2 separate regions of the Sus scrofa genome follow, and region 2 is linked to region 1. The links are chromatin contacts, called in public HiChIP or PLAC-seq maps. All regions are on one chromosome and are shown on one strand. The core of a region is the stretch at or near the end of the contact, and the rest is flanking DNA. Distances in the headings are between cores, read along the strand shown.

What was found. HiChIP or PLAC-seq counts read pairs in DNA pulled down with a chosen protein or histone mark.
Region 2: a contact with region 1 is called in an H3K27ac HiChIP or PLAC-seq map of skeletal muscle, with 4 times the contacts expected there. The contact joins two enhancer-like sites. A contact is called at or near these places in 1 of 47 Hi-C or Micro-C datasets (subcutaneous adipose tissue) and 1 of 2 datasets of contacts at active chromatin or transcription factors (skeletal muscle).

Annotation. Positions count from the first base shown.
Region 1 is chr10:58,466,133-58,473,093 of Sscrofa11.1, reverse strand. No RefSeq gene overlaps it. Among named protein-coding and RNA genes, the nearest start is that of FZD8, 370 kb to the right of the region's middle. Within about 2 kb of position 3,678, at least 17 of the 83 cell types and tissues checked have an H3K27ac peak or open chromatin away from gene starts, as enhancers often do. A contact at or near this core is called in skeletal muscle and subcutaneous adipose tissue, where this site is marked.
Region 2 is chr10:58,648,040-58,655,000 of Sscrofa11.1, reverse strand. No RefSeq gene overlaps it. Among named protein-coding and RNA genes, the nearest start is that of FZD8, 550 kb to the right of the region's middle. Within about 2 kb of position 3,045, at least 5 of the 83 cell types and tissues checked have an H3K27ac peak or open chromatin away from gene starts, as enhancers often do. A contact at or near this core is called in skeletal muscle and subcutaneous adipose tissue, where this site is marked.

The DNA.
Region 1 (6,961 bases), core at 2,429-4,928:
GAACGTTGACGACTGAGAACTGGCTGCCACTTGTTGACCTGCTCAAGGAACTTCCTGAATAAATATATGTGGTTTAATTTTTTAACAAGATTTATTTTTCAAGACCCTCACCCCCCAGGATAGGAAAAAAAAATGTAAAACATGATCCTTTATTAAAGTGGTTTCAGACATCCAACATCAGAAGAAAGGAAGACAAAGCAGAAAGAAAAATCTGGGCGTGTTCTAGAAAGACAACAGAGAGTAGAAGGGTCATGGCAGGCTTGTTCCCTGGCATGAGGTCAACCTGCTGTCCTCGGTGACAGTCCCAGGTACAGTCCCAAAGATGACCCCCATAGCACCCTCTGTGGGCAGGTGGGCCCCGTAGAGCCTCTCTGCCACTGACTTTGCTCAGCAGCTGCCCAGTCACCCATGGCACAGCTCCATGGTGGCACCACTGGTTGTGGTTACCAGCTTTCTGAGCACCCGTCCCTCATTCCAACTGTCACTTGGTCTCCTACATCCTGAAGCTGTAATTCTTCCCTATGCAGTTCTCCCTGAATCTGTAGCCCCTTGCACGGTGGCTCTCCAAGGACCTGGAATGAGAAGGCTGGCTCTGGAAAGAAGCTAGAGATCTACTTACTTCTCATGTCCCGCCCCAAGCCCTATCAACCGCCAGCATGCACACATGTGCACTCGCAACCACACACATACATTTTTCCATGGGGAAGCCGAGCTTCCAAGACAACGCAGCATCTTGACCAAGTCAGTGCACTGGTGCCTCAGTGTCCATCCCACCATGTGCATCTCCTGAAGATGGTAAAACTTAAGGAGCTGGAGATGCAGCCCCACCCGGCAACAGAGTTCCACGAGGGAGACACGTGGCACTACACATCCTCCCCCCTCCTGGCTCCTCCCCCCTTCACTCTTGTTTTGCTGGAAAGAAGCCACCACCCCTCACACCTGTAGTCTTCCTGTAGGAAGTCTTCCAGGGAAACATGGAGTCTGTGTGGTCACTTCATAAAGGCCACGTCTAAACCTGGACCCTAGAGGACAAGGACAAAGTGTGGTAGAGAGAGTATGGTTGTTGGCAAATGGTTGCTTTTATAACTTTATGTAAATCATGCAAACGTATTTGTGTTCTAAGGTTAAACTCGGTATATGAAAATCACGTGTAAACTGTGAGCCTGTTGGGAAGAGTGGATTAAGCAAAAGCCCCACTTGTCTGTTTCTCCCCTGCCCCCTCTCCGGAAGGAACCAAAAGCAGAGGTGGGAACAAGTTCAAGGTACAGTCCTGAGTGATCTACCTTCCCCAAGCTAGGTATGCAAACTAACTCCAAAAGGGACCTGGAATTGGAGAAAAAGAAAGGGTGTTTTTTAATCAGAGCAGTTTGTCAAATGCACTCTAACCGTCATTTGGATTTGTACAGCTCTTTAGAGCTTACAAAGGGCTTTTACTTTAATGAATTGCAGTCACAGCTTTATTCAGTGACTCTGGGCTTGAAACCAGGTCTTCTAATTCTTATTCTAGTACTCTTTTTTTTTTTTCTTATTCTTATCAGTTCATCAATATCTACAAATTGTGTGGGAATCTGGACCATGAAATAGGGAGAGTGTCCACGTGGATTTCGGACTGTGGTTTTGAGTAGACCCAGCAGCTTGTTAGTGGTTGAAGGGACCTTCTAGTACTAGGAAGTCAATACCACATCTTTACCCAGACATAAATGGAAGACTGGGTGGGAAAATAAATTTCTCGGGTTCATGAAGAAATCTGATGTCACCTCTTTGGCTGGAATTCAGCTATCCAGATGCCTACACGATATCCGTCTACCCTGGGTATATGCACACCCTCCTATAGGCACAAAGATCCCCAATTTATAGAACCCAATTCTCTCCAACTGGGAAGGGCTGTCTTGGCCAACTCACCTCGAAGATACCATTTTCCTTACCAGTAACAGACAAGTGCACTGGCAAGCAGTATAATTCAGGCCAAGTGGGAGGGAGAGGAGATGTGACGTGGAGCTTCTGCATAAAGTTTCCTTACAAGGACATAGGCTCGAGACACAAGATTCTGTGTTCTTCTGTCTCTGGATGTTGTTGAGTGTTGTTGTGATGGCTGGAACTGCTACAGCCAGGTTGCAATCCTGAGGAACCAGCCTTAGGATGAAGTCAATCTAAGAAGTAAATTAACCTTGCATTATTTAAATGTAGAGCTTTGTCTAAGCAAGATCATGCCTTCTTGTTATTTTAAGCCACTTCAAATTGTAGTATCAGGCATCTTGCCTAAGTAATCTGGAGTTCCCATCACAGCTCAGCAGAAATGAATCTGACTAGTATCCATGGGGACGAAGTTTCGATCCCTGGCCTTGCTCTGTGGGTTAGGATTCAGCTTTGCGTGAGCTGTGGTGTAGGTCACAGATACAGCTCAGATCTGGCGTTGCTGTGGCTGTGGCATAGGCTGGCAGCTACAGCTCTGATTCAACCCCTAGCCTGGGAACCTCCATATGCCATGGGTGCAGCCCTAAAAAAAATTAATAATCTGTAGAAGGATAAAATATCTGGATGGATTGATGGGTGGATGGATGACAGATGTGTAGATTAAATAATTATGTAGCTATAACCGTCTATCATTTAATCTTCATGACAGTCCAGGGTGGCAGCCATTCCTATGTGCACAGGACAGAAAAGGACATTTAGGCTCAGAGAAGTTAGATGAGTTGGCCAATGTCGTACAGTTACTGGGTGGCATAGGAGATTCAAACCCACCCTAAGTGACACAGCCCTTGTCCATTGGATTTGGTATTTGACTACTCCATAGCATGGCCATTTAGAGATTTGGGGGATATCTCAATAGTCACAAATGGTTTCCCTTCCAAAGTCTAACGGTACACATAGTTGTGTCCTAACGGGAGCAAGAGCGACCAGCTGCAAAATGGCTTGGGAACTCTCTAAACAAAATCCAAACTAATTTCTCTATTTCTTGAGCAGTCAAACAGTTCGGCAGAAGAGATGGCTGGGGTGTCTGTACTGTCTATCCCCTCAGTCAGAACACTTTTGAGAGTGGAGAGACACCCTGCTAATCGTTAAGCCAACATGACAAGCCCTTACCCAGACAGTTTGGGTTAAATGGTCAACCTAGAGGAAGCCAAGGGAAGCACCCCAGGCCTTCTTCTCTGCTAGAAACATCACCATAAAGAAGTTCTGAAAACTGTCTCATCCTTTCTCTGTGTAACCGAAACACTCTATTTCTGTACCCTTTCCTAGTGTCCATTTAATAATTAATCATTTCTTCTGAAACTGAGAGGGGAAAATGCAGTTCTGGAATTTGGGGGTGACTTGGGGATTGGAAGCAAACGGCTCTAGACCTCAAGCTAGATGAGCAGGAATAATGGTACTTATCATTTTACCAACTGACAGGCAGAGAACAGTGTCTGAGAGGAGAAACTGTGCCATGAAAAATTGAAATAAAGAAGAAAACAAAATAGAGAGAAAATACAAAAGAGCTGGTCCTGAAAGAGAGCTGGTATCCAGGAGCGTGTTTTACTTGTCCTATTTCACCATAACCCTGGGATACTTTTAATTACTTGGCTCTTTTACAAACAGCGCCTGACTATTTTGTCAGAGGGTCAAGGATAACAGCGGGACCTGCCCTTTCCTTGTGCTTAAAGGGACACCACCCCGTAGACGTTCGCGGACACCCAACCTGGAACGGCTGTCAAGGACACGCATTTTTTCCTGGCCAATCTTTCCCCAAAAAAGCTTCTCCTGGAGACTGTGCTTGCTCAGGCCGAGAGAAGAAGTCGGCACCATCAGACACTGTCTAAAAACCCAGAATAAGATTTTGTCTGAGGTGCAGCGAATGCCTAGTCGATCTCATATTTAGTACTCGCACTGAGACATGTCCAGACAATGGAATTAGAAGGGGGATATAAAAGGGAAAAACCAGTGAATCAAATGCTGATGATCAAAAAAAATTTTTAAATTGAATTTTTAAAAAAAGACATGATTTTTTCTTTGGTCTTTTTCCCCTTCCAGTTCAGAACATATGCCTTTTTTCTTAAAGGATGCTAATTACACTTTACTCACTAACCCATTAAATTAAAACATTCGTTTAATAAGCTCCGCTAAGATTTCATCTGAGAATTTATTACACACTAGAGCTGATTAAAAGGATGCCTGCGTAGAAAAATCCAGCTTGTTTCTACGTAAGAATAAAAGAAAATCCTGTCCACAGTAGGGTTAAAAAGAATAATCATTTTCATAGTTGTTAGTTCTTCTTTAAATTTTATATTTTGCTTGTCTCCTTAACTGTAAATCTTTAAGATTGCATAACCCCAATTAAGAAAAATAAAAAGCAAATTGAGAGCCAGTATTCACAGAGGAATGCTGTTGGCTACGGCCCCAGATATTTTTTGTATCTCCAGTGAATTGCCTGTAAAATTTCCAGGAAGTTTGGGAAAACTTTGCATTGACATCACTCAGCAAACTTGGAAAAGTTTTACCAGGGGAAAGAGTGGAGGCCAAGCTGACCGTCTGGAGTACTGCTCCCGGGATATTTGTAGACTCAGTTAATGCTGATGAATTTTGCAGAAATCTCCATTCTCTATTTCCCACCTACATTTCTAGTCTCTTTATTGAGGAGTACTTTAATAATTTAACCCAATTTTATCTTTGCTCTAGGTTTTCTCCCTTCGCAGAGTTTCCTTGTTTATATCTTTGTCAAAATGGGCACTTTCTGTATTATGATATGGAAAAGCAAAGAAACTATGCTTAGGTTTATTTCACCTTCAATTATAAGAATATATTATCAGCCAACATCGTTGAGAGGTTTATACTTGAAAACACCGTGATTCCTAGGGAAATGTGTCTAATTTAAAAGAGGAAGTTATTTCAAATCACTCTTTTAACTGGTTGTTTTTTTTTTTTTTTCTCCTGTAGTTCCATTTTAATGGCACAGAATCATGTCATTTTTCATGAGAAACTTTATGGAATTTTTAAATGATCTTATAGATTAATTTCAGTTGATAAGCTGTTAGAATACTATATTGGACTACAGAAAAATATATTCGTGAAATAGAGAACAAAGGTCATCTCCTTTAAAATACTTTAAAAAACGAGTCTCACAGAGAAATATTGTATTAATAAGAGCATATTTTGCAGGAAAAAAACCCTGTGAGCTAAAAAATACTGTGAGCATTTACATGTTACAGTGTTCACTGCTGTATATACTTGGTCAAAGCTTCTCGTTTGGAGCAGCTCTATTGCGATATGTCACAGAGTGTACAATTACATGGTACAATTCAATGGTTTTTTATTTTTTTCATTTTTAACATCCGCAAGAGCTGGATTTTAGGAATTATATATTTTTTTCAGGCTCTATCTTTTTATTTTTTATTATTTTTTTAACTCAAAGAAGTTGGTGACATTGATAGTTGTGCAATGATCATCACAACCTAGTTTTGTAGTATTTCCCTCCCAAACCCCCCATCAGTGGTTTTTATTGTATATGCGCATATACATGGATAAGTGCCATCATCAGAACTAAATTTAGAATATTTTCAGTACCTCGAAAGGAAATTCTGTGTCTTTAGCTCTGCATTCCCGCCTTCCTTCCCGCTTCTCTATAGATTTGCCTATTCTGGACGTCTCATATCAACAGAATCAGGTAATATGTGGTCTTTTATGATCTGCCTCTTTCCCTTAGAATAATATTTTCCAGGGTCATCCATGTTGTGGCATATATCAGTACTTCATTCCTTGTAAAGGCTGAACAAAAGACTTTTTTAGAATCTAGATTTGAATTATTTATGCCTCTTTATTGAATGGCTTCAAATCAAATTCTGATGAGCATCCTTTCATCTTGGTATACAGTGGCTCTTCAAAAAATATATTCTTCAAAAATTTTTAAGATTCTAGATTTTTCTGTGTCTTGCTAATATAACGTTGGAAGTCAAGAAAAATACTTCTCATTCTGAAATCAATCAGCAAAGAACTAATGTTCAGTAAAAAATAGACATGACTGTCCAACAGGATTACAATGTATCAGGGTAAGATTTATTATAGATATTCCAAGAGACATCTATTATTATCTATTTATTATAGATATTCTGGAAGGATCTCAAGCATATTTTATGTTCTTACATGAACGTTATTATTTTATTGAAGGCATTATTTATTGAAATATTTGCATGTGAAATGCTAAGATCTATGCATGCCACACAGTGTACAAAGCTCTTTACATATTCATGTTATTTGAATGTTCATGCTTGTTTAATCCACAGTTTTAGTGATTAGATGTCAGTCTCTCCTCCAGTTTACAGATGGGGCACTGAGACTTGAGAACTTTCTGGAAGCTTCTCAAGATCACACAACTAGGGAGTTCCCGTCGTGGCTCAGCAGAAACAAATCCGACTAGGAACCATGAGGTTTGGGGTTTGATCCTGGCCTTGTTCTGTGGTTGGAGATCTGGTGTTGCCCTGAGCTGTGGTATAGGTCGCAGACACGGCTTGGATCTGGCATTACTGTAGCTGCGGTATAGGCCAGTGTCTACAGCGCCTATTGGACCCCTAGCCTGGGACTCTCCATATGCCATGGGTGTGGCTCTCAAAAGACAAAAAAGACAAATAAATAAGTTAATTAAAAAGGTCACACAACTAGTAAATAGCAGAGCCCAGATTCAACCTCAGAGCCTCATGTCGAATCCTAGTTTCAAAATCCCAGAGTCCAAGATTTTGTTCTCTAAGATTTTACTATGGACATTTTCTAACATATAGAAAGGTTGAAAGAATTGTAGTGGGGATACTAGCTAACTAGATTCTTCAATTAACTTTATAACTGTCATCCATTTACCCATCTCTCTGGCCATCCACCAGCCTGTATTGCTTGTTTGTTTGTTTGTTTTAATTGCAAAGCAGAGTTGAGGCTTTGGCATGAGGCAGCTCAGTGCCTAAATAATAGTCTCTTAGGTTAAGTCTCCCATTTCCTC
Region 2 (6,961 bases), core at 1,796-4,295, 180 kb before region 1:
GTAGAAGAGGGTAGATAGACATTTTTGTTAAAGAGTCTGGAAAAAAAAAAGCCAAAACCACTTTGTAGAGTTACCGAAAGGGAGAGAGTTTGGTATAAGATGTCAGCTTCCTGGCTCCAACTGGTCTAAGTGGAAAAGGGGGAAAAAAAAAAAAGCCCACACAGATATTGCCTGAAAGGAAAATAGTCCTGGTCCCGCTATTAGCTGAATGTTGGATTTTTATGCAAATCATTTCAGTTTTCTTGTCTGGCGATTTAATATCCCTGTATCTACTTTACCTCCCTTGAACAATAGATCTGAAAACAAGTTAGAAACATATAAAAGGGCACTGAAAAATTAAGAGTTCTACCAAAAGAAAGTTCTATTATTATTATTTGGTTTAATGACTCATAGGAATCATGCTCACAGTGGCTTGCCTGGCAGATTTGTAACATTTTTCCTGGTTCGAAGCCCACTTTCACTTGGATCCTTTACAGTCTGGGTTTTTATGGAGGAGACATTCTGACTCTAGGTGAAGTGAGATGTGAGTTTGCATTTTTAGCAGTTTTCCACAGAAGAGACTTGACCTCTCCGAAATATCAGCTCCGTTTTTTACAAAATAAGTGGTTAGATATAATCACCCTTAGTAGGCAACAAAAGAATTGCAACATGGTATTTTATTGAGAGATGGAGCTCACCCTTGATTTTCTCAAAGAGGTGGCAAAAATTGCTGTAAAAAGTCAGATCACTTTGTGAGCTATTCGGCCAAAGAAATAAGAACAAAACTAGGTCATGTTGGGCTGATGGGAGACCTGATAGTATTTGGAAAACAAATAGAAGAAAAAGAATGACCCCACCAAAATGAAGCAATCTGGAATACAGTAAAAATTGAGAATTTTTTTTTCTTCATGGACCTCTCTTTATCCACGTGGATAATATCCCTTCATCCCTCACGACTGACCTTTGTAGGGGATGATGTCTTTGCATTAGCTGAGTGCAGTTGAGGTGATGGAATATTTTTGAGGCCTTGCACACTGTTCTCTCAGCTTTCAACTTGGGTTTTCCTTACCACCTGCAACCCAACAACAAAATCTTTATGATTTCCCTAAACAGCCACCGTATTCAACAACAAATGTAATGAATAATAGTAGTTTGAATAGCTTTCTTATGATGTCATTATTATTATCAATTTCCTTATAAGCTATGATCACTTTAAGAGCCAGTGATAATGTGTTTATTTGTTTTTGTGTATATATATTCACAACACCTAGCAAGAAACCTGGTATGACAAGAGAGCTAAACCACTGTTTGTTGATATATGAACAAACCTTTGGAGGCTATGGTGAATATTTACTGCACATAAGGCAATATACCAGCTGCCCACGGAGGAGATACACTTACGTCTTTGTGTTCAGTACCTTTACCGTGAAAGAAGAATGTTTGAACCTGTTGTAGCTACCACACAGAGCCGGTGTGAAAAGCAAAATAAGAAATCTAAAAGGAAGTTTCTTGAAAAATACAAGGTGTCCTAGGATAAAGTGTTTCACTGCTAAGCAACTCTGTGACCATGTCATGAATCATATTCATGTCCTTCAACATCTAATTTCAAGTGTCAGAGTCAGTTCCCATAGACGCGCGGCCTTCCCCAGGCAATACTATGTTTAAGAGGTTTTAATCTCTTTTCTGTTCTCATCTGTATCTGTTTCACTTTTTTTCTTCTAGAGGGGAAGTCTACAACTGAGCTGCTTGCCTATTTAACCATGTGGAAATGGAAGCTGGCCAATACAGACAAATTTACAAATCAGAAATGGTTACCAAGTGTGGTGGTGCCCAGGAGACTCTCAGGCAATGTGAAAATAAGACAGGGTAAGGAATGCCAAAGCAAGGAATCAGCTGAAACAGAGATCTGAAGAGGAGAGAAGACTGAGGCACTTGAAGGTAGTAGAAGAAAAAAGAAGAAACCCAATGTGACCTTTGAATAGAAAAAGCCTACAAAGACAGGTAAGTAAATAACTATATGGCAAAAGTACAAGAAAATGGAACCACATTTTATATGTCTTACAGAAACAATTTACTTAAGAATTTATCAGCAGCCTAATACATGCCAAACCCTGGTCTTGGCTCAGAGGAGACATTTGCAAATATGACAGTCCTTTCGGTTGAGGGAGGCAGTCAATGAACTTAAATTAAATGATAGCATCACCCCCATCCTAGGTCACCCTCAAAACCCTATTAATGTGTATCTCCTCTCCTGGCTGAAGACAGGAAGAAGGAAGAAAAGGATTAGTCCAGAATGGATGAGAAAACCCAAGAGATAAGGAGGCCAAAGAGAGAGGAGTTCTAACAACCTAGCAATAGACAATAGAGAAGATTAAATAAGTAAAACTCATGAGTAAATCTGCAGAGGGGAGCACGAGGGGCCCTTCTGCAGCTTTCGGGCTCAGACTTCTGAAAACAGCCGCCAGTATTATTTCAGTCTTGTTTTTGATGATAAACACTCAACGGATGCCTGAGGTCATGACCTTTAGAGGGCAGTAGTTCACTAGTATCCACTGGAGATGAGACTGGCTTGCAGAGCTGTGATAGAGTAAAATGTGTGGAGATTTTTACACGGGTCATCCAAAAAGTGAAATTTTTTCCAGACACGACTAGGTTAAGTGTTTTTCTGGTGCCTACTTTTTCATTATAATGATGCCTCAGGGAATCTATGAAGGAAAGAAATTTAATCTGGCTATGAGTTAGGGTGCTGCTAGAAAAGCTTAAAATTCTTTAGCACTTTTTTTTTTTTTCCCCCAAGAAGGAAACAATAGACTTAAATGTTTTAAAATATGTGCTGACTTCTATCAGGGTTTTGTTTTTTGGGGTTTTTTTTTTTTGGTTTTTAATAAACCGATAGGAAGGTTACAGCTCACACGCCCTGCCTGCCGGGCTGAGAGAGGAAACTCTCCCTAAGCTCCATGCTCAGTCACCTTTTCTAAACTGGATCCAGTTCAAGGCGACAGCCTCCTTGCGGTCCCCGGTGCCCAGCGGATGAGAGGTGCTGGGTTCACCATGGCCTCAGCTCCCGGGGACCTCCACTGGAGGCTCAGCCTCACATTCAGCTGAAAGGAACTCCACAGAGTTGTTCTGGCCAAGAGTCTTTGGCTCTGAACCAGCAAGAAAATAATTTCTAATTCTTTTTTATTTTCAAGCTAAGGTCAAAAGAACCTTGAATCCATTAGAGGTTTTCCAGTATCTTTCATTTGCTCTGTGTGCAGGATAACAGCTTGAAGTAAAAAGGGGTTACTCTTCTCACTTCAGTAGATGGCGTATCACACCTTAGCGGAGGGATCCAAGCAGCGTTACCTTATGTACTGTGAAATTATATGATAACTGAAACTTTTTCTTTGGGCATGCAGTGCCTTTTGGGGGTGGGGGGTGAAGTTCCATAGACTAAGGGGAAAATCTACTGCGAAGAGTCTGAGTTATTTGGTTACTGACGGTGTTACTTGCTTTAAAAAAGGAAAGGCGGGAGTTCCCGTCGTGGCACAGTGGTTAACGAATCTGACTAGGAACCATGAGATTGTGGGTTCGATCCCTGCCCTTGCTCAGTGGGTTAAGGATCCGGCGTTGCCGTGAGCTGTGGTGTAGGTCACAGACTCGGCTCGGATCCCGCATTGCTGAGGCTCTGGCGTAGGCCGGCGGCTACAGCTTCGATTTGACCCCTAGCCTGGGAACCTCCATATTCCGTGGGAGCGGCCCAAAGAAATAGCAAAAAGACAAAAAAAAAAAAAAAAAAAAAAAAAAAAGGAAAGGAGTAGGGTACAAGGGTTAGGGCTTGATGAATGCTGCTCAAAAATAATTGGTATTAGGAAAATGCAGACAAAAACAATGAAATACCACTCGACAGCCATTAAGATGGCTGTTGTCTAAAACACACACACACACACACACACACACACACACACACACAGAGCATAACAAATGTTGGTGAGGACGGGAGAAGCGGAAATCCTCGTGCACGGCCCATGGGGATGTAAAGTGGTGCCGCCGTTATGGAAAACAGGACGGCTGTTGCTCAAAACATTACCCGTAGAGTTTCCATGCGATCCCAGTATTCTACTTCTGGGTGTGTACCCAAAAGAATTGAAGACCGGGATTCAAACAGTTACTTGTACACTTAGTTTCATAGCGTTATTCACAATAGACCAAATAACCAAAACGTCCATTGAGAGAAGAAGGGATAAACAAAATGAGGGATGGACACACCGTGGGGTAAGTAAAAGGAAGGTCATTCTGACCCACACAGATAAGTAAGCCAGACACAAGGACGAACACTGTGCGGTTCCACTCATCCCGTAGGTGCTCAGACTCTTAGGAGTCACAAAGAGGGGACGGGGGGAATGGGGAGTTGTTTAGTGGGTGCAGAGTCTCAGTTCAGGAACACAGAAAGTTCTGGAGGTGTGTGGCGGTGCTGGTTAGACTATAATGTGATATACTTAATGCCACTGACTTTACACCTAAATGTCATGTCGTAGTAGATGCCCTGTTTTTTAATGTGGTAGCTTTTGCCACAGAAACAGTTTTGCTGGATCACAAATGGCTGAAGCTTTAGCCACCGCCACTTAATCACCACTGTCACCCTCAAGAAGCTTCAGTAATAATGTCCCCACGTGCATTATCCTCCCCCAATTTGCTTATGAGAGTTACAGTTGTGAACGTTCTTTTCTGTTATGCATGCTGTACGTATGTGAGAGTTTCTCCAGGGTTTGTTTCCAAGTTCAATTGCTAACTCAGGAGAGTATAGCTTCACATTTCCTGAATAATAACAAAGAGATTCCCAAGGTGCTCCTGCTTATTTAAACATTCACAAGCAGTAATGAGTTACTTTACATCCCAGGCAACTTTCAGTAGCATGTAATTGGGACTTTAATATGTGTTTTGCTGATCATTAATACTTTATTACATGTATATGCCCTGTGTTTTATATATACTTCTATATAATTAGTGCCGATATGTGATTATATCATAATTAGTAATGCTGAGCATCTTTTCATGTGCCTATTGGCCATTTCTGTGTCTTCCTTGGAAAAAAAAAATCTGTTCAGATCCTCCACCTATTTTTTTAATCATATTTTATTGTTTTTTTGCTATTGAGTCATATGTTCTCTTTGAATTGTTCCGTTCAGTCCTTGTATTCTTCAACTCTAGGATTTCTCATTTTTTTTTTAATGGTTTCTGTTTCTTTGTTGAACATCTTAATTTGTTTACGCATTGCTTTCTTAATTTCCTTTAGCTGTCTATCCCTGTTTTCTTATATTTTACTGAAATTCTTCGAGAGGATTTTTCTGAATTCCTACTGGCGGGGGTACGAAGAGAAGCAGGGAGATTAATTAGGAGGATATTGTGCTAGTACACATCACATTTGATTATAGTTCCAACCAGGTTGTTCCAAGAGAGGTAGAAAAATAAGGTCAAGTGCTGCATATTTTAAGAGTAGAGCCAACAGAGTATACACATAGATTGGTATGTTGTACAAAAGAAAAGGGCGGTGAATAAGAGTGAGTCCATGTGGGTTTTAGGGGGATAATTATAAGCCCAGTACTAGATATATTGAGTAACAGAGAGATGTCTAAATTTCAAATAGAAATTTAGTATTCTCTTCAATTCTTCATTCTCTGTGGCAAATCTACACTTGCTTAAGTATACTAAACTTTGTAAGTATAGTAAGACTAGATGTGTGAAAAGGCAGTCCTTCCATGCTTTCTTCTCTAAGTATGTCTTAACTGTTCTTGGTCTGTTGCGTTTCCATAAAAATGGTGGAATATGTTTCTCGAGTTCCATTAAAAAGCAAAAGCAAAAATAAGCCAAAACTACTGATAACTTTTAATGTAATTTCTTTGACTCCGTAATGTATTTTTGGGAGAAATCAAGAACTTAATTATTATCTGACTTCCAGTGTGAATATGATTTACATATCAATTTATATGTCTTAATTAATTTCTGTAAATGATGTTCTGTAATTTTTTCTCTAGAAGTATTACACATAACTTATTACTTTAAAAATTTTGCTGCTATTATAAAAGTTATATAGTTTTTGCCCCTTTATTGTTTGTAGATACATAGAAACAGAGCGGATTTGGGCTTATTAGTTTCTTTTCCAGCAAGCTTATTAAAATTAATGATTTCTAATTCTAGATTTAATAGTTAAATAATTATAATCTCTAATTCTAATCTACCAATGCTAGTATAATACCTCTGCGGATTCTCTTATACATTTTTGCTTTTTTTCCTTTTTCTTCCTTTTTCCTTTTTCCCTAGAGGAAGTGGAAGCTATTGCACCATGTAAGACTTGCATAAAATATTGAACTGAAATGGTGGCTTTGGGCATCTTTATCTTGTTCTTAATCCCCAAAATGAACACTGTCAGTGTTTTGCCAGTAGGTGTGATGTCAGTGGTGACGTTTGTGTAGGTATGCTTTATAGGAAGACATGACTTTCAGTTATTTATTGTGAGGACTTGAGTTTTGCTTTCCCAATGGATGGATTTTGAATTTTATCAGGAATGTTTTCTGTATATATTGAGATAACATTGATTTTTACTTTAAACATTTAATGACAAGTACATCTACTAATATTCCAACATGAAAAAAAAATTATACATTCCTAGGGTAATCCCGGCTTTGTCATGATATATATATATATATATATTTGTTTTTTAGTTTAATAGGTTACTAAGTTAAGTCTGCTATCCTTTCACTTATGCTTTTTTGCCTTTATTCTCATGAATGGCATGAACTTGTAATTTCCTTTCCCTTATTCCCTGGTTGCATTTTTGGTTTTTAGGTTTACAATAGCCTTAGAAAATTAGCCACAGAAAGTTTCCTCTTCATCTTTTCTTTTGTCTGTGTTGAATTTGATTAATTTCTGCTTTCCTGGTTTATAAAAATTCTATGATGAAATCATCTAGGCCTGGAGTTTTCTGTGAGGGAAGAGTCAAACT